Regions from separate parts of the Sus scrofa genome. Here region 1 is linked to region 2. A link is a contact called in public HiChIP or PLAC-seq data. All regions are on one chromosome and are shown on one strand. Each heading gives the region's core, a stretch centred on a gene start, on an enhancer-like site or on the middle of the called end of the contact. The rest is flanking DNA. Distances are from core to core; before and after follow the strand shown.

Region 1 (7,162 bases), core at 3,172-5,671, 100 kb before region 2:
AAGCAAAAAAAAAAATTAATAAAAATGTAGAATTGTATTATAATCATGCCCTCTGATCTAAGATTCTTCATTGGAGACTCCAATTTTCTGATTTTTATTTTAATCCTGAAGCACAGTCTCCTCAACGTTTCTCTCAGCCTTCTTAAGCTTGCAGAGCCATTAAAGCCAAAAAGTAGATGTTTGTGCCAGGCACTTTTTTCAGTGCTGTATATGTATCAATTTAATTAATCCTCGCAATAACTTCATAAATTAGATACTAATACTGAGCCACAGATTAAGTAGCTATTTAAAGTTCATAGCTAATGGTGGCACTAGGATTCTAAATTAGTCTATTAATTCCAAAGCCAGAGTTTTTAACTGATGGGCTATAGTGATTTGAACCAAATGACTATCTATGTTAAGTGGATTAAATGCATTTCTCAAGGTCTACAGATTGGATGAAAATCCTTTCCTAAGGTTCCCTGACTCTCCCAAAAATAGATCTTGGGACATTTCCTTGGAGTTTTATTATTCCATTTTATAGATGAAGTTAAATAACTTGGCCAGAATCTTAGATTGTTAGAACTAGAATTTGGATTCTCTGGGTTCTAGCCCACAGCTTTTTTTTTTTTTTTTTTTTTTTTTTTTTGCTTTTTAGGGCCACACCTGCATATAGAGGTTCCCAAGCCAGGGGTCAAATCGGAGCTACAGCTGCTGGCTTACACCACAGCCACAGCAACGCAGGATACAAGCCGTGTCTGTGACCTATACCACAGCTCACGGCAACGCCGCATCCTTAACCCACTGAGCAAGCCCAGGGATCGAACCCACAACCTCATGATTCCTAGTCGGACTAATTTCCGCTGGGCCATGATGCAAACTCCTCTAGCCTACAGCTTTGGTACTATAAATTAACACAGTCACCCTTTAGCACACTCGCTATTGTCAATTCACATGATCCACCTATGTTGAAATTTTGTTACAGCAACAAAAGCATGTTCACATCCTTCACATTTCAGTATACCTTTGGGTCTGTTAAGGAGTGGAGTTAGGTCAGTATGCGGGTCTCTGGTTTTACACAGTTTTATACTATTTATACCTTATGGAGGAGCACATGGAGACATAGTAATGGAAGTATCTTGGGGTTTTTTTTGTTTTTTGGAGGGTTTTTTGGTTTTTTTCTTTTTTTCATGGCCACACCCATGGCATATGGAAGTTCCCAGGCCAGGGGTCAAAATGGAGCTGTAGCTGCCAGCCTTCACCACAGCCACAGCAGTGCAGGATCTGGGCCACATCTGTGACATACACCACAGCTCACAGCAACACTGGATTCTTAACCCATTGAGCAAGGCCAGGGATCGAACCCACATCCTCATGGATATTTGTTGGATTTGTTACTGCTGATGGGAACTCCCAGTAATGGAAGTATCTTATGGATACAAGAGGCATTTATTACTTTAAAAAAAAATAATGCTATCAATAAATGAATCTACAAAAAAATTTAATTTGGGCATAGCTAATGCTAACATTTTAGAGTATTCATATTTCTGACTCTTGGAATGGTCAGCAAATGATATTAAAAATTTCATTTCCAAATCTGTTAAACTCAAGCAAAATCATAAATACAGCAATTTTTCTTCAGGGGTTTTGTTCAATTTTTTAGAGAAAGCCCCTTCTGACTTCATGTGGAGTAGAAAACTAGCTTAGTTTATTTCATGCTGCTCAATTTAATTTGGAATCATTTTTGAATTCCTAGATGCTTGGGTACAGAGAGCTCACTCCCTCAAGCCTTGTTTTCTGACAGTGGAGAGTAAAGGATTAAACTGAACTGAAACTAAATCGATTGACATTTTGACACTCTGCAGATTGTGAAAAGAAGGGGAATTTGTTCAACTTTTTAAAACAGTAGTAGGAAAAAACTGTTTCCTTAAAGATACCTCAGTCTGCAAAGAGGCATGTTCTAGTGCTTTCCCAGTTTTCTATATTACCATTCAAAATGAGAATTTAACTTAGAAAAGCTTTTGAAAAGGACTGGATGGCAGTGTTAAAATCATCTTCATTTATTGAACAGGCACTGACAGAGGTCTTTGAGGGAAAACAAAGGACTGCGCACTTATGAGGTGTCACTATAGGAACATATTTATAAAAGACGAGTATACATATTTATAAAATCTTTATCTCTAGAGTTTTTAAATGCCAGAGACATTAAGTGTTGAACTAAGTAAAATACATTTCCTGCTGACTTCTTTTTCCGACAAATACAGACGATTACCATGCCATTATCTTCCTAAATGGCATCATCTAGTGTTGACTTCAATAAAATCCTATCTGTGCTGTGTCATGAAAGAACTGGACTCACCTTTGCAGTGCTGTTCTAAACAGCCTGCTGCTTTTATTTTTTTTAAATCACTGCAGGAGGCTGTAATAAATTATAGCCTGGAAGAAGTTTCAAACTGGCAAGTTTGCCAGATATTTAAAGCAATTTATTTTGGGGTGTATCAGCAGATTTTTTTCTTATACTGCCATTTGGGTGCTTGCTGACACAGCCTGAATAAATCTTTCAAAATTTTTCCTTTCTAGAGATGGATGAAGATGATGCACTGGACTCCAAAGTCCAGACCTTTCATTAACTCTTTACTGACCAACTAATTCCTTCCTATTACCAGATATAGCAAATTTAGATATCTGTTTTCAGCGTGAGTTTGCAATATTTCAAGCCCCTCATTGCCTTGGCAACAACTTTAAGTTTTCTGGAAGGATCAACTAACAAAAAGTGATTCTGGGTTTAGACAGAATTTATAGTTTAGATTATTTCATTACTAGTAGTTTGAAAATTGCCAAACTCAATAGGAACAGAGATCTGAAAATTTATATAAAACAAAGATTTATTTCTTCTTGATTCTAGCCTGTGGTGAGGAGTAAGTAAAGTGAATTCTTCCTCATTTTTGCCTCTTTTCTCTTATAGTTCTCTTCTAATCTTTTCTCATGATATCTTATAATAGTGAAGTTGCTTTTTTTTTTTTTTTTTTTTTTTTTTAATGCTCTTTTATGGCTGCACCTGCAGCATATGGAGGTTCCCAGGCTAGGGGTCGAATCAGAGCTGTAGCTGCTGGCCTACACCACAGCAATGGGGGATTCAGCTGCCTATGCGACCTACACCACAGCTCACAGCAACACCGGATCCTTAACCCAATGAGGGACACCAGGGATCGAACCCCAATCCTCATGGATCCTAGTCAGGTTCCTTAACAGCTGAGCCACAAAGGGAATTCCTGAAGTTGCTTTTTTAAATTACTAATTTTGGCTCTAGAATACCTAAAGCAACTTTATATTAATGTTTTAGTGAAGTATTCACAAAAGCTAAAAATACTGATGCCTGAAAATATTTATTCTGATGAGACAGGAAGGACAAAAGATAAGGGAGCTAACCTTTACTGAGTGCCTGTGGGGGGGTGCCTGGGGCGGGGGAAGCAGTTCCTTTTGTAAGCCACTGCATAGTTTGTAGGAGAGAGAGAAATGAGATTCTCATTTTACCGAGAGCTGGTCCCAGGTCAAGTGGAAGGCTCTTCTCATTGAGTTGTTGCGAAAATCATTAAGGCTTAAACTCATGAAAGCACCAGGGAATAGGGTTTGGTGGGGAAAGCCCTACATACAGCAGGAGTCCTATCTAAGTGACATCACTTACAAGTGAGTTCATCAACATTCATTACTCTAAATGTTTCCACATCTGTACAGTGAGGATATAGTCTCTCCATCCTGTCTCTCTCTAGATCATTTGGCACGGTGATCTCGACCATTGCTGCACACTGGAATCACTGTGGAGCTTTGAAAAAAACTGCTTTCTAGATCTCAGCTTTAAGAAATTCCGACTTGATTGGTTAGTCCAGGGTGCAGATGGGCATTGGGAGTCTTTACATCTCTACAGGTGACTCGTATGTGTGGTTAAGGCTGTGAATCCTTGGTTAGGAAAGCCCTCGTGAATTTACTTACAAGGATAGCAGATGTTATCAACAGTGTAGATAGATTTTTTTTTTCCCCATCATAACCTCAACTCTTTTGCTTTAAACAACAACAAAAAATCCGGTTAATTTCTGCATTCTCCTAGCCCATGGCACATAGGAAGCCATGCATTTTGTGGGTGTACAGCCTTTTAAAGTTTTAAGATCATTTGAAAAAATAACGTTTGTTTGAGGTTCAAACAAAGCCAACTAAGAGGCAGGACCTTTCTGTTCAAACGTTCTAAAGAAATGTGAGCCTTTCCCCCGACCCCCGGCTCGCGTTACTCCAGGCGCGGCTTGCGGCCCACCCATGCTCCCCAGGCCCGCACGCGGTAGCGGGATCTGGTGGGTGCTAGGAGCTCCGGGGCGGGGCGCCGGCAGGGCCGACCCTCCAGCCTCGTAGGACCCGCCCCACCCCGCCCCGGACGTGAGTAGGGGCGGGCTTCTGGTAGCGCCCAGCCGCCGGGACTCCGGAGCCGAGCCCCAGGGCTGCGGCGGCTGCCTCCGCGCCACCCGGCGGACTCAGTTCCGCCGCCGGGATCCCGCGTTGTCCGCGCCTCCAGTCCCGCCGAGTTCAACGCGAGCGCCTTGTGCCCGAGCCGGGCGGGGGGCCAGGATGCGGAGCTGTGCGCCGTGAGCCAGCTCCATGACCCTGAGCACGTTGGTCCGCAAGAGGAAGGCGCCCCCCGCCTGCACCTGCAGCCTCGGTGGCCCGGACATGATCCCCTACTTCTCCGCCAACGCGGTCATCTCGCAGAACGCCATCAACCAGCTGTGAGTGCGCCGCGCGCCCTCCTGCCTTCCGCAACTCGGGAAGTTTGCTTTTCAGCAGCCGCTTTCCCCAGCGGCTGGGAGCAAGCAAGCGAGGGCGAAGTCTTACCCTGCGTGCTTGCAGGTCTCGGGGCATCCGGGGGCACAGTGGGGTGGAGGTGTAGTCCGAGGGTGAAGATGGACAGAAGAATCCTTTGCGAGAACTTGTGGTAAACTTTGAGAGACTGAAAAGTGAGGTCGCCCCAAGGAAGTTGTCGGTGATGACCGAGTGACAGCAGTATGCCTTTCGGGGCACTCGGGCTGAAGGGCGGTCAGTAGCCTCAGAACCGCCGGCCGGAAACCATGGGACTCCCTTGCGGGTCCTGCTGGTGCTCAGGCTCCCGTGTTTGTCATTTTAGTTTTTTGTTTCAAATAAGATTGCCTGTGACCATAGGCTTCGGTTGTAAACCGTGCATACAAAGAAAGGCAGTCCATTCTTGACACCCCCTGGTTGTAGCCTGGAATTATTTCAGAAACCTGGATGTTAATAGTTTGGTTCTTTTTCAGTCTTCGTCTGTAGTAGTGCGTGCTCACAACCCAAGCCTTCAATCGCTAAAGTGCAAGATTCAGTTGTATCTTTAATCACTGTTTTCAAAGTTTCTAGAGGTGTTCTTCCTTGCTATTGTGGTTTAGCTATTTTTCTGAGAACCGTGTGCTGAAGCTTGTGGTTAATCTCAAATCGCAGTTATAAAGGGCGAAGTGGAGGTACTCCCATCTATTCAAGTTGCATCCTTAAACTAGTTGAATAGTTTAGGGTTACTTTTAGATAACCAGCAGTTTGGTCTTTGAATTGTATTACCACTCACACTCTGAGTAGCTTCAAGGAGAGTCACCTTCTGAGGTTTTCCCAGACTCCTGGCCCTTAAGCAACTTCTCTCTTCCTCCCAGGGCAAGCCTGATGTACTTTTTAGTTTAATGTCCAATAGAAACTTTCCATCCTCTCTTATTAAATGTCCTCAGAGTAATGTGTAAAGTTATTTATAGATAATGTTAAATCAAATTTATTATTTTAATTAATGGTTTGTTCTCTTACCAAATCAGATTCATTTGCATTTCAGCTTTTTTCCTTTGTGTTGATTTATGGTGGTGCACCTAAAAAAAAAAAAATACTGAAAATGGATAACCAGTGTCTAAATAAGTGTTAACAATGCTTTAAAAAATAAAGTACTGGAAGCAACCCACATGTCTATTAGTGGATACATGGATAAACAGAATGTGGTATATAATACAACTGAATATTATTCAGCCTTAAAAAGGAAAGCAATCTGGAGTTCCCGTTGTGGCCCAGCAGAAAAGAATCCAACTAGTATCCATGAGTATGTGGGTTCAATCTCTGGCTTCGCTCCTTAGGTTAAAGATCGGGTGTTGCCCTGAGCTGCAATGTAGGTTGCAGACACTGCTCAGATCCTGTGTTGCTGTGGCTGTGGTATAGGCCAGCAGCTGTAACTCTGTTTTGGCCCCTAACCTGGGAAGTTCCATATGCTGCATCTGTGGACCTAAAAAGCAAAAAAAAAACCACAAAAACAAAAAAAAGGGGGGGGGAATCCTGACATTTGCCATAATACAGATAAACTTTGTAGACATGCTTCTAAGTGAAAAAAAAGCCAGTGATGGTACAAATATTGTATGATTCCACTTATGCGGGGGAACTACAGTAGTCTGGTTGCCAGGAGTTGGAAGAGGGGACTAGGAAGATTGTGTTTAATGGGTGCAGAGTTTCATTTGAGGAAGAAGAAAAAGTTATAGGGATGGGTGGTCGTGATGGTTGCACAGCATGGTGTGGATGTGTTTAATGGCACTGAACTGTACACTTAAAATGGCTAAGATAGCAACTTTTATATATTTAACTACAGTTTAAATAAAAGATTAAACAAAATTTAAAAGGCAGAGCTTCTAGGCTTTATGGGGGGAAAGGAGTTTTGAATTCTTCTTCCTTGTGTAGTCAAGCAAGTACAGAATTTCTTTTCCCACTAATTAACATCTTTGGGTAAGTCATTTGACTTCAGTTTCTTAAACCGTATACTGACCCCAGAAGATCGTAAGAGATTATGTATGTGGTAATTTACAAACTATAAATTTCTGCACAGAAACGTGAGTATTTGAAATTAAGCAATAACTAATAGCTGCCATTTATTGACCGTTTGTCACTGTGCTAAGAGTTTAATGTGTATTATTATCTCATTTAACTGTCACAGCAACAGTATGAAATGAACTAATTTCTTCTATTGACACATAATGAAGCTGAGACTTAGCGAAGTCAAGTAATCACTCAAGACCACATAGCTAGTAAATGATAAAACTGTCCTTAGAATCCAGAACTGTTTCCTAGGCCAGTACTTTTAACTACTATGAGGATGATATTCTGTCTTGATAGT
Region 2 (6,971 bases), core at 1,052-3,551:
AGCCCGATGGTTGTCCAGAGTAGCACTGGGTGCTTAACTTGAGGTGGCAGCCCTCCATTTGAGGGTATTAGCTTGGTACTTGGTAACCTCTTGGTGTAAGAGAAGTTTACCAAAATGACACCAGGCCCTTATAGGGATTTATGAGTTGGTTACAGTTTAATCAGAACATAAAGGTATAGACCAAGCAATGACACCCTCTCTGAAATACAAGGAACTTTTTGCATCTTTTAGTATGTCTTTAATAAACAGCCTGGGAAAGGCTAATATTTAATATTCTCCTTCAGACCTAAAAGTGAGAGTACAGTAAAGGCACTGATTCTGTCCACATCTAATTTTATTTTTTCTGTTTTTATAAATAGGGGATGGAAGTGAGGCAGGAGAAGGAGAAGTGCGTGTGTGTGTCGAAACCCTCCATTAAATTACCAGCAGCCCTGTTTGTTATCCTGAACTCTGATCATTTAGGTATTTGGCAGATTTATGTTCCATTAGACAGGTTCAGATTTCAAGCATTCGCAAGCTGGACCATGTGTCTGAGATATTATGTTCCAGTGTATAAGGGACAAGAAAGAAAAACTGGGTGGTGGCCAAGGGAGAGTTTGTGACACATGTCCTCACAGATGTTAGTTTTGATTCTTTGAACACCCCTGTCACCAGGGCCAAAGGAGACAAAGTTGTCTTTTACCCTGGCTTAGCTGGTGCACAGTGGTCAGCCAGCAGGAGGGAACCCAAGAATGAGAGGAGATGGATTCTGGTCAGATGACAGCCAATCGCAATTAAAGTTTAAAGGATTTTCTTAATAGCTTTTCAGCAAAATAATCTTAGAGCATTTAGGACCATGCACAGCACAGAAAATGCTCAATTGATGTTTTTTCTCTTCCTTCTCCTCTCTACAGGCTCCCTGATGCCTTAAGAAGCAACCATAAACAGTCTGATTTCACTATAACTGATATTCCATCTTTAGCAGTATTTTCCTCTCTTTCATTGTCTCAGAGTTGGTGCTCCACCAAGCATATAACAAGAAAGAAAGCAGAGGCAAAAGGATGGGAGTTAGATTTCATTCTCGGTCATTACTAAGTAAAAGACCAGGTTCTTACCCAGAATGGCCCAGTCATCTCATGTGTGTCAGTGTGTTTATGTAAATCCAAATTCAGGTCGGAGGCCATTCAGGAAAAGAACCTGAGACTTGGTTGCATCATCCAGGCCACAACCCAACTCTGAAATTCTTTTTGGCAACTTATTCCCTTGTTGCCTACCTGGAATAGGTGGGGGGAGTCAGCTGAATATGACAGTTTAAAATAACAAATATGACCTAATGCCTTACATCTGTCCCTAGCAGGGATGAAGCATTAGAATAAACTGGCTTGGGAAAAGCTTCAATGGGAGACAGTTTGGTGTTGCTGAGTGAAACTGTGATGCACACCTTTTCCATTCCTACGTGTGACACCTTTGAGAAACCGCAGTGTGCACAAGGCACAAGAATGCCTGTGGTGGTGGTGCTTGTAATAGCCAAAGCTGTTCATCAACAGGGTGGATGAATACCTTGTGGCATACTCACCACACTATGTATGCAGTTACAGCTACACACATTGATGAATCTTAAAAACATGCTAGTCAAAAAAAGTTGTAGGAGAATACATACAGCATGATTTCATGTATGTAAAATTCAAAACATGCAAACTAAGCTTTATATTGTTAGAACAAAACATGTGATGGCACTATGAGGAAAAAGGGAAGAATGATAAGCACAAAACTCAGGGTGGAGGTTACTGACCCCTGAGCTGGGAGGAGGAGGTGGGGGGGCTCAGGAAGGGGCCCCTGGAACAGCAGTGCTTCCGAGCCATGGTAAGGAGTATCTTGACCTGGTCAGAGAGCTGCCCACTCTCCCTACAGGTCCTACTGCAAAAGTGAAAAAGGCAGCAGAGTCAGACTTATTTTTGGATTGGGATTTTTCTCTCTCCTTTACAAGTAGGTGTCAGTTTAACTCCAGAGCCCTGACCCAGTGTTTTCTGATGAATATCTTCCCAGGAAGAGAAGGAAATCCCTGTTGGGTAAAGCTGTTGTGACGTCAGCCACTTCCTCTGAAACCTGCACTGTTTGTGCCTATTAGCATAATATCACTCTGTCGTTCCCTCTTGGTTGATTAGCGATTCACAGGCAGTTTTTTAAAAACATGTGGAGGGTTCTTGGGATCATGAAAATATCCCATTTGCATGTCGACTGATGAGCTAAGCTGTTCTTATATTATTAGAAGGGTGAAAACAGCTACTCTGGAGGTCACTCCCTAGCCATCTGCATCATGGAATTGTCCTGCCATGGTGGCTGGGGGCCTTGGTACAGGTGTGGACATTCTCCTGACAGGTGAGGGCTGGAAACTGGAGAACACAGTCATATTTAGCTCAGAAAACAGGGTGTCTAGACATGAAAGAAGAAACTTTAAAGGGAAGCACATTGGGATCCGTTGGTCACCAAGTACAGCTGAGGCCCCACCTCTCCAGCCAGACAGCCTTCCTCCCACAGCCACTCACACTTTGGGATATGTGATATGTTGTCTCCTCCTAGGGGTGGCTGGTGTTTGTGCAGCTTGGAAAAGGTGAAAACCCCACCTCACACCCAGCTAATTGATTATAGCTTGTCTTCGTCAACAGATTGACCTGCTTCCTACCCGGAAAAGCACCCTTATGCTGGGCAGGCCTGAGTCAGAGAGCGCCCCACCCTAGCAGCAGTCAGGCAGGGGGAGGGAGAGCAGGTGCAGAGTTGAGAACAAACAGGAGTTCACATTAGTGCAGGCGCATGACTCGGCTGAGATTCACAGGCAGCCGAGGCAGGTGTGGCCCTGAGCCTGGGGTAAGTTGTTTTGGGCTCTTTCCCATTCCACCCTGCGGTGAGGTAATTCTTCATCAGCATGTAAGTCAGGGACACTGCACCCCCAAATGCCACATTCAGTGACCTGTTACCTAGGCAGGTGATCCTGCCCAACCATAGGGCCACATTTTTCTGCTTGATTAGAACTTTGGGAACCGTGCTTCCTTGTTAATGTGGTTTGAAATGAGATCCCATCAGACCTTCTGTCCATATATGTGTGGAGTCTTTCCAGGTGTCACCAGAGCTTAATGGTTTTTATCCAGAGATCTTTATGAAAGGGGCCTATACTTTATGCTTATCCTCTTCCATTCTGTTACCAACTTTTTTTTTTTTTTTTTTTTGCTTTTTAGGGCTGCACATGTGGCATATAGAAGTTTCCAGGCTAGGGGTCGAATTGGAACTGAACTGCAACTGCCAGCCTACACCACAGCTGCAGCAACGCAGGATCCATACCATGTCTGCAACCTACACCACAGCTCACAGCAATGCCAGATCCTTAGCCCAACTAAGCGAGACCAGAGAGCTCATGGATACTAGTTGGATCGTTCTGCTGTGTCACAGCAGGAGTTCCTGTTACCCACTTGCTTCTCCCAATTTACTAGCCTCAACTTTGCTTTCTAATTCAAGTAGGATTACTACCCCCCTCACACTTCCATATCAGTGATTAACCCTGTATCAGCTCTTTACCCCAATTGTGAGGACTTATAATGGGCTCCAGCAGAGTATTTCTCTTTGTATAACTTGGGGGTTGTTTTGTTTTAGTCCCCCCCCTCAGTTCTTAAACATGTTCACTTTTTTAATTCAAAACTACAGAAATACTGCAAAGTGTAGAAAGTAAAGCCCTCCTCCCCCTGCCAGAAGTAAAAGCCCTCCTTCCCTGAAAGAAACACAGTCACCAGTTTAGTGATTTTCTTCCAGATAATTTTCCTATACTTATTCTAACATGGAAACTGACTATTACAAGTGTATTCAGCATGCATTTCACCAAATAATATACCTTGGACATCATTCCACTAAAACACCTGACTGGTTGTGTGTGTGTGTGTTTTGGTGGGGAGTGGGCATTGTTTGACCACACTTGCAATATGCAGAGAAGTTCCTGAACCGAGGATCAAACTGGAGCCACAGCAGTGACGACACCACCAGGGCTAGGCCACCAGGGAATTCCTGTTTTTAATAGCCTCATATCATATAAGCATATAGCCTGTAATTTAAATAAATTTCTTTTTAGTGTCTGATTTTTTAATTTTTTAGTTCTGTAGTTGTTACTGTAACTTCCATATATATATATACACATACATATATATACATATATATACACATACATGTATATGCGTGTATATATATATAGTTTTGTGTACCTATGTAGTAGTATTTCTCCAAGTAAAATTTTTAAAAGGAGAGTTGCTGGTTAGAGTTAAATTTTGAGAGCTGTTGCCAGATGTCACTCTTTAAAATTCTGCAGTCCACACTCCTATTTCATTATGTTTGGCCAAATCTTCATCAGCAGTAGCTGTTCATAACCATTTCAGCTCTTGTAAGTCTGATTGGTAAAAAATCAGATCTCCATTTGTCTTTGTTGTCGTTTTGGTTTTTGTTGTTTGCTGTTAGTGAAACTGAGCATCATTTTAACTGTTTATTGCCTCCCTCCACTGGGCCAGTGACAAAGCATTTTGCAGGTTAAGATTTAAATTTATCTGGGAGTGGTTTCCTGGAAGGGTATTGATTGTTTCACAAACCAAATGAGGCGTTTCCTGTGTGTGTCCTCCGCAGCAAACAGCGGCATAACAAGCTCTGGCGATCTCACTCAGATAGTGACCTCTCAGACCACCACGAACCCATCTGCACACCAGGGCTGGAACTCAACAAGAAGGAGATCACTACCTCAGCAGACCAGATTGCTGAGGTGAAGGCCCTGGAGGGTCACCCACCCATACCTCCTGTCTTCGTGGAGCATGTTGTCCCACAAGATGAAAATCAGAAAGGCCTGTGTACCAAAGAGAGAATGATCTGCTTGGAGTTTACGTCTAGGGAATTTCATGCCGGACAGATTGAAGATGAATTAAACCTCAATGACATCAATGGATGCTCATCAGGGTGTTGTCTCAATGAATCAAAATTCCCTCTTGACAACTGCCATGCATCCAAAGCCTTAATCCAACCCGGACAGGACCCAGAAATGGCCAACAAGTTCCCAGACTTAACAGTGGAAGATTTGGAGACAGACGCGCTGAAAGCAGACGTGAATGTCCACTTACTGCCTTTGGAGGAATTAACATCCCGCCTGAAAGATCTCCCCATGTCCCCTGATCCAGAGTCACCAAGCCCCCAGCCCATTTGCCAGGCCGAAGTCTCAGATTTTAGTACAGATCGCATTAACTTTCTTAGTGCCCTAGAGAAGTTTGTAGAGCTTTCCCAAGAAACCCGTTCCCGATCTTTTTCTCACTCGAAGATGGAGGACCTGGGTGGAGGAAGAAGTGAGAGCTGCCGACTGTCAGCAGTGGAAATGACCCCTTCTGAAATGACAGCTGACGACCAGAGAAGCAGCTCTTTGAGTAACACTCCCCACGCCTCTGAAGAGTCCTCAATAGATGAGGAACAGTCAAAGGTAAAAACTGTCTTTATAGTTATATACCTAATTAAGCTCTATTTGAAAACAAAATATTTGGGACTCTGCTATATTCACTTCATTTTTGATGTGCTAAAGGTTTAGGAAGGCATCATGAGAGAGACTGCCTGGCTGAGACTTTCCTTGAAAACTTAGGGTTTAAATTTTTTTTAATGAGTTGCCTTTCGAGGAATTTATCTTTCCAGGCTTCCAGTGTCATCAGAAACACCTGTGAGATGGGGCGGGGAGGACGGGATTAGCCAAAACAAATGTCCTGCCTAAACCAGGAGAGGTCCTCTCTGGACCTTCACAGTTAAGATCAGATCTCACCGGTGGTGAAGTGCCAGGGACTCTATATGCCGCCCGAGTGAGACTTGTGTCTCTGAGAAGATGGATTTGTTTGGGAAATTCTTTCTGCCTCAGAAAATTCAAAGACTAGGCATGTGTTCATAGTTGTTGGAGTAGCAGCTGACTCTCATGCTGAGTTCTTGGCTATTAAAATGTCTCTGATTTATTCCTCATTTCAGATCCCGTGGTAATCAAGAATTGAGGGATGGTTTGGGGAAGTGACTTGAGAGCAGACAGAATCCCAGAATTCTTCTCTGTGGCATATGATTTCCTATGGGCCATCTTAAACCAGGAGAAAATGAACTTTCTATCATCAATTCTGAGATTCATTCTTATTCTCACTTTGTCTTCTAAAAAACTGGGATGCATCTTAAAAACCATGGTATCTTAAGTCAGTATGGTAATTGGGAAGTAAATGATGACAGATTTACTCTAACGTAAATGAAGTCATTCAGTGATTTCCATGGAGCTGACGAGATTCTTGACAGTCTCCTGATGTCTGTCTGCTTTTGTTTGCCACCTTGTCTACCATTCATCTTTCTGTCTCTTCCTAACTACCCCAGAGCAGTTGTTGCCTCTGCTTCTGTCTTCTCCTCTCCCCCAAAGCTATGGCTCTGTTTCCTTTCTACTGGGAAATCAGGATGCTTGAGCACTCCTTTGGACTGTAATGGCTCTGACAGAAATAGCTTTTCTGCAAAGTTCCTGGTCAAATGAGCACCTTCTCCACAGCCTATGCACACACACACCAGGGCCACTGTGGCTTCTCTCCTAAGTCTTGGCAAGTTTGCTTCTGCCAGATGTCCCAGAAGATTTCTCCCAAAGGCTTAACTGACCTTGTTAGTTTGTACTAGCTCTGACTCTTGAAAGAAAAAGGACAGGACAATTCCTAGGGAAATATTGTACTTAGAAAGTTTTTAAAATGTTAACAGGAATTCCCTTCATGGCTCAGCAGTTAACAGATCCAAATAGGATCCATGAGGATGCAGGTTCAATCCCTGGTTTTATTTAGTGGGTTAATGATCTGATGTGGGTCATGACCTCTGGTGTAGGTCGCAGATGTGGCTCAATCTGGTGTTACCGTGGCTGTGGTATAGGCCAGCAGCTGTAGCTCCATTTGGACCCCTAGCCTGGGAACTTCCATAACGCTGCAGGT

The links. HiChIP or PLAC-seq counts read pairs in DNA pulled down with a chosen protein or histone mark.
Region 1: an H3K27ac HiChIP or PLAC-seq map of skeletal muscle shows a contact between it and region 2. The contact joins two enhancer-like sites. A contact is called at or near these places in 1 of 5 promoter capture datasets (liver), 21 of 47 Hi-C or Micro-C datasets (alveolar macrophages, blood, brain and 11 more) and 2 of 2 datasets of contacts at active chromatin or transcription factors (alveolar macrophages and skeletal muscle).

The regions. Positions count from the first base shown.
Region 1 is chr12:45,929,315-45,936,476 of Sscrofa11.1, reverse strand. All of the region lies in intron 3 of SSH2 (protein phosphatase Slingshot homolog 2), which reads left to right. Among named protein-coding and RNA genes, the nearest start is that of CORO6, 120 kb to the right of the region's middle. Within about 2 kb of position 4,421, at least 69 of the 83 cell types and tissues checked have an H3K27ac peak or open chromatin away from gene starts, as enhancers often do. A contact at or near this core is called in alveolar macrophages, liver, retroperitoneal adipose tissue and 1 more, where this site is marked.
Region 2 is chr12:45,826,726-45,833,696 of Sscrofa11.1, reverse strand. SSH2 (protein phosphatase Slingshot homolog 2) reads left to right here. Exons shown (of 20, transcript XM_021067518.1): 17 at 4,636-5,470. Among named protein-coding and RNA genes, the nearest start is that of CORO6, 16 kb to the right of the region's middle. Within about 2 kb of position 2,301, at least 23 of the 83 cell types and tissues checked have an H3K27ac peak or open chromatin away from gene starts, as enhancers often do. A contact at or near this core is called in alveolar macrophages, liver, retroperitoneal adipose tissue and 1 more, where this site is marked.